Regions from separate parts of the Dromaius novaehollandiae genome. Here region 1 is linked to region 2. A link is a contact called in public Hi-C data. All regions are on one chromosome and are shown on one strand. The core of a region is the stretch at or near the end of the contact, and the rest is flanking DNA. Distances in the headings are between cores, read along the strand shown.

Evidence for each region. A called contact is a pair of places that touch in the nucleus more often than the background predicts.
Region 1: a Hi-C map of brain shows a contact between it and region 2, with 3 times the contacts expected there. The contact joins the promoter of PRODH here to the promoter of LOC135323537 in region 2. A contact is called at or near these places in 2 of 4 Hi-C or Micro-C datasets (brain and ovary).

Annotation. Positions count from the first base shown.
Region 1 is chr17:16,342,210-16,344,909 of bDroNov1.hap1, forward strand. It overlaps PRODH (proline dehydrogenase 1), which reads right to left and starts at 1,316. Exons shown (of 14, transcript XM_026106897.2): 1 at 973-1,316; 2 at 688-896. The coding sequence starts at 1,272.
Region 2 is chr17:16,114,187-16,117,055 of bDroNov1.hap1, forward strand. It overlaps LOC135323537 (caspase recruitment domain-containing protein 8-like), which reads right to left and starts at 1,557. Exons shown (of 7, transcript XM_064522361.1): 1 at 1,090-1,557; 2 at 784-1,004. The coding sequence starts at 1,259. It overlaps LOC112987152 (polyubiquitin-like), which reads right to left. Exons shown (of 4, transcript XM_026106894.2): 3 at 2,705-2,769; 4 at 1,553-2,303. The coding sequence ends at 2,106.

The sequences.
Region 1 (2,700 bases), core at 66-2,565, 230 kb after region 2:
TCACTCCCTCCTGCGCCCGTGGCCGGTCCGCAGCATGGGAACCGCCACCAGCCGCCTCGGCGCCAGGGCGGCCACGCAGCGCGCCTGCCAGCGGCCCACGCATCGCCCCGACGGGAGCTCGGCGACGAGGGGCCCGGCGGGAACCGCAGCTCCGAGCGGGGAGCTACTGGCGGCTGGGGCCGGCGGAGGGCAGGAGCGCGGGGCAGAGCGCGTGCGGGGGCGGGCGACCCCCGGGGCCGGGCGTCAGCGGGGGCAGCGCCGCGGCCGGGGCACAGAGCAGGGCGGGGAAGGGGCAGCGCCCCGCCACGGGCGATTGGGGGGGCGGTGCCGTGCCAGAATCGCCCACGGGAGGCGAGGCCGTGACGCACGGCGGTCCGTGCGCCGCAGCCAATGGGAGCGGGGGGCTGGGCGCGGGCAGCCAATGGGAGCCCGGCCAAAGCGGGCGGCGGGCGCAGCACGCGGTGCTCCTCCCCCTCCCGCCGCCCCGCCGGCGCTGCCCACGCGGGAGCGCGGCGCGGCCGGTGCCCTCGGGGGGAGGCACCGCCCGCGGCTCCCGGCTCGGCGGCAGCTCCGGCTCCAGCACCGGCCCCTCCGGGCCGCTCCCCGCCGCCTCGGCCCGCAGCTCCGGGGGGAGCCGCGGCACGGAGCCCCGACGGCGCCATCGGGGCCCGCCGGCACCGCACTTACTCCAGCTCCTTCTGCTCGGCCTCCTCGGCCGTCAGGTCCTCCTCCACGCTGTAGTCCAGCACGGCGCCCACGCCGAAGGCCTGGTTCCGCCTGATGAGGGGCTTGATGGCCTCCTGGTCCTCCCCGGCCACGAACTGCCCGTAGAAGGTCATCTTCATCAGCCGCTCGAAGAGCGGCTGCCCCAGCACCCGCCTGGCCAGCAGCAGCAGCTAGGGCACAGCGGAGGTCAGCGCGCCGCCGTCTCCCCCCCCCGCCCGCCGCCCCCCCCCGGCGCGGCGCCCCCACCTCGCGGTTGCGCTCCACCAGCGGCCCCACGGCGCACAGCCCCAGCACCACCAGCCCGCGCAGCAGCTCGGCGTTGCTCTTGCTGCGGAAAGCCTCGCGGGGGTCCCCGAAGTCCACGGCGGGCGGCGGCGGCAGCGGCCGGGCGGCGCCCCGCGGAGGCAGTGCCGGGGCCGGCGGGGCCCCCCGCTCCGCGGGCTGCGGCGGGCGGGGCGCGGCGGCGGGCGAGGAGCGCGGGCGGCGCGGGGCGCCCAGGCGGGCGGCGGCTGCGGGCAGCGCCCAGGCCCCGTTCCGCAGCGCCATGGGGCACGGGAGAGCCGCCCGCCCGCGCCGCCGCCTTAAGTACCCGCCCGGCCCCCGCCCCCGCGGCCGGCACCGCCCCGTGGGGCCTCCCCGCCGCCCCGCCCCGCGACCGCGGCCCCGGCGGCGTGTCCCGCACCGGCGGGGCTGCCACGGGCGAGACGCAGCCGTGAGCCGTCGCTGACCCCCCCGCGCCGCCGGGGAGGGTTTGGGCGCCTCCCCTGCCCCGCTGCCGGCTGCGCCCGCGACTCTCGGCGCGGGGAGCGGGGAGCAGATACCTCCCTCCCTTTCTTCAGCACCTTTTTATAGCTGCGGGTCCTGCAGCCGTGCCCCCTCCTCAGTCCCTGCTTCCGCAGCCCCAGCTCTCGCCTTCCCTGGAAGATCAAGTTGGGCAGATGCGCGGCTGCACTGAACCTCCTCATTCTGGCTCCTCAGTGACATCTTGTGCCTAGCAATGCTCATCGCAGCCGGCGTTTGCGAGGCAGGACGAGAGCGGACAGTGCAGCAGACCTGCAGGTGTTTGCTTGGTCTGAAAACCACGCTTTCGCTGGGCTGGAGCAGCAAGAGAAAGACTTCCTTTGGAGGGGGCTTCTTAAGTTTTGATGCAAAGCGGTTTTCCAAAACATCCCCCAGTCCACCAAGATCTAAGCATTTTAAGTTTTGCCTAGTATCAATGACGTATAGTTACCATAAGGCTAGCAGAACAGGAACAATTACAGTAAATAGTGTTTCCTCCACACCGTGGCAGTGACATTCCTGCAGTTCCCCCAGCTGTAATTAACAGTGAAATCACGGAGGTTCCCTGAGCTCATTTGCAAGGCTTCTTTTCAGTATGTCCCATGCTTCCCTCGAGTCAGCCAGAGAAAAGGCTGAGAAACAAATAATGGCATTGCCACCCATAAAAGACCTGCGTAAAAAGTCAATAATCGAAAAGCATCCATTTCTTTAAAAATATTTCCTGCCCTGCGTTAACCCTTTCATGCTATTCACAGTGAACTAATTCATTTGAAGTCCCTTACTGCGATGAGGTTGAGCGCATGGAGTCTCAGGCAGCAGTGTGCACTCCTGTTAAAGAGAGGGGAAAAAAAAAAGTTAAAATTATGCAGAGTTGCGTTAAAGCTTAAGGAGCAGATGTTACAGCTGCAGTCATTTTAGAATTATGACATGTAGTCAACCTGAACTTTTGCTCCTTTTCTAGCTTCAGTGCTGCTGCTGGCAGGTCTAGCTGTAACTCCCTGTTTCTGTTAGAACAGCAGCCACAACCAGACCTCACTGTTGCTGGAGGGGAGCTTGTTTCTCATCAAGGCATCATGGAGAAAATTCCCTTGGAAGGATCTAACGGGATCAGCTCACCTGAGTCATCCCTGGGAAATATCTGCCTGATGTTCTGAGTGTGGCTAATTGGCCGTGCAGAGCAGGAGCGTGCTGCCA
Region 2 (2,869 bases), core at 307-2,806:
ACGGAGGATCCAGATCCAAGCCTTTTGGCTCCTCATGTTCACTGTTCGCCTGGGTGAAAACTGACGATTTAATTCCACTTACGGTTCCGTCCAGACCAGTTCTGTTCTATTGCAGTTATACACCTCACACTGAGATAGTCCAGCCTGTGGACTGAAGAAGGTGACTAGTTCTTGTCACAGTGGAGGAGAGCAAGGATGATAGTTGCCCTTGGCCATCTACTGCCATAATAGACACAAAGGACTGAGAAGGTCTCTGAGAGAGACTCAGAGGCTTGATCTGCAGCTGAGTTGGGGTAATCCCTGTGGGTTATCACAGTAGCTGGGAGAAGAGGGGTAAGTGTTCAGGAGGGAATGGGAAAAAGGACAAGAGCAAAAGGGAATGGGGAGGAGAAGTAGAAGATGTGAGAACAAAGCAGGAGCTGGGACTGTGGTGCCAGGGAAGGGACCACTGCAAAGGTTTAGTAAAAAGTGACTGAAGATTAACAAATGGTTGAAGAACAGCAAAGCAAAGTTGGGGAATACAAGGCAGTACAGAGGGCCTCTGAGAGAAAGAAGAATTTGGTCCTAAACCTGTCTGGAGAGGTCCTAGGGCATCTCCCTGAGGAGCCATCTTTCTATATCACTGCATTGGGCAGGCCGCTTTCAGAGCAGATGCTGGAGGAGTCCCATGGGAGAGGGGACAGGAGAACTGCAGAAGGCCTGAGAGAAGCTGGTCTGGGAGAATTGCTGTGGCTGAGAGGAACGGAGTGAGTTGAAGGAAGCACATCCCCACAGCTGCTCTACCTGCTAGGCACACAAAGTGGGGGAGATGCACAGCACCCACGGCTCCAGGCTGCACCTCGATGTTGAACAAGGGTCCGGCGACCACCCATTCCTCCTGGGCAGCTGCACTCAGATGCCTGTTCCAGGAGGCATATCTGTACTGGATGGTCACTGCCGTGTTCACCTCAAAGGCAAGGCCTGTCACAGAGCACTGGAAGGACCCTGCTCGAGGAAAGTGAACTCTGCAAACAGGAGGGGAGAACAGGGTTATGCCATGCATGACTGGGGCTGTGGGAAGGTGTTTCTGCTTTGCGCAAGAGCTCCTACCGATAACAGGTATGGTCCTTTGGAGAGCTTTGGATCTTCTCTGGTGTCACTTTTGGAAGGGCCTGTAATACAAGTGATGCTAGTTTGGGATTGAATGGGATGTTGCACACTGGATATTTCTTATAGGAGGGGGTGCTGGGAACTGCAAAGTGTGATGCAGCTTGGCCCATGGGCTCGGAGCCTCGCAAGCAGCAGCAGGAGCAAAAACACCTCTGCCATAGTGATGTTATTTCTCTGCCTCTTCACTATCCAGAATAGATTTTGTGTCAAGTATACCATATTGTTTTTACCCCTTCAAAACAAGGGACTGCAGAAGCTTCTATCTGGTGCCGAGAAAGGCATCACCATTGTCAGTGAAGAGGTTGCAAAAATCATTGACTAGCAACTCATCTCCCCTAGGATCTGAAACAAGCACTGGGCATGTCTGAGGCACATAGGCTATGCGCTAATGTACAGGCTCACGAGCCCTTTAAAGGGGATACCCATTGCTATGATAAAGGCAAGGTGTGCAAGAGAAATCCTGTGCACAAGCCACTGCAAGGAGGACTAAACACTGCTGTCAGCAACAGAACACGCTTAGGGATGGGAAGACACCAATTTTCCCCCCATGCATCAATAGGAAGGATAATGAGTGGATATGCAAAGCAGTTCCTATAGCCCCACAACTACGTTTTTACACACAGATTTTTAAGTTGTATTTTGCAAACAAGGGAATTCCAGATAGCAACTTTTCTTTTTTCTTGAGAGAAAAAATTTTGTTGGCTGCTGTCTTGCTCATGAGTAAATCCTGGGCTACTCCTTTTCTGCCATAGTTTATCAGCAGAGAGAAAACAATGGCCATAGACAGACAAAATATTTAGCAGAGAAAATAAATTCTGGATGTAAGTGAGTGGAAATTGTCTTTTGACTGATGAACTTGAAAACTGGGACAATGCATGCTGAGTTAGCATAACAAAAGGGATTGGATACTTCTGCAGGCTGAAGAATTACAGTGAATAACAGGTTATGAAGGTATATTAAACTTCCCACATTACTGTTGAGGTCAGCCCCAGTCTTACTGCTGCGCCACTTTCTTTGAGTGAGACAGTGCCTTGCAAGGAATGGTAAAGCTGGCACTTACGGCATGGCTGTGGCTGGAGAGCCCTTACCTCCCTCACACAGTGCGGGCAGCTTTCCTCTGGTGAAGAGTCCAGCTGCAGCTCTTTCGTGCTTTCCTAGGGAGGAGAACGTAGTGGAAACCACTTTTAAGGAGGCACAAGATAAGGCTTCTGACAACATCAGCAACATCATGCGTGGTGCTGACGCTGATAGCCATTCCTCCAGGGAGGCAACAGGCTAGCGTTAAAGAGTTGTGCCAGTCTGATCTGTCCTCAGAGTCAGGTCCCTTTACTGGCCCTGAGGGCAGCCTGGATCAGCTCCTGCCACCAAACACAGTGCTGTGGTAGCAATGGGCAGTGAGGGACCCCACTGTCCCCAGTGATGGCTGTGAACCTGCCACATGAGGGCTCCCATGGCATGGCCCAGAGTGCTGCAGTCATGCTGGCCTCCTCCCCAGCCCCAGGGTCCTCTTCACTAGTGTCCCAGGCCTCAGGCTTCATTTCTCGCAACACCTCACCTCTGCATTCCCTGAGGCATCGTCTGTCAGAGGTCCAGGAAGGACCGTTTTTTCTGCTGCTATGCCTGGAACAAGAGGAAGATCATTGTAATTTTTGGTCCATGTTCTAGAGAAGAAGCTGTCACAAGGACAGGCTTCACCCAACCTTGCCTATCCTATTAGCAG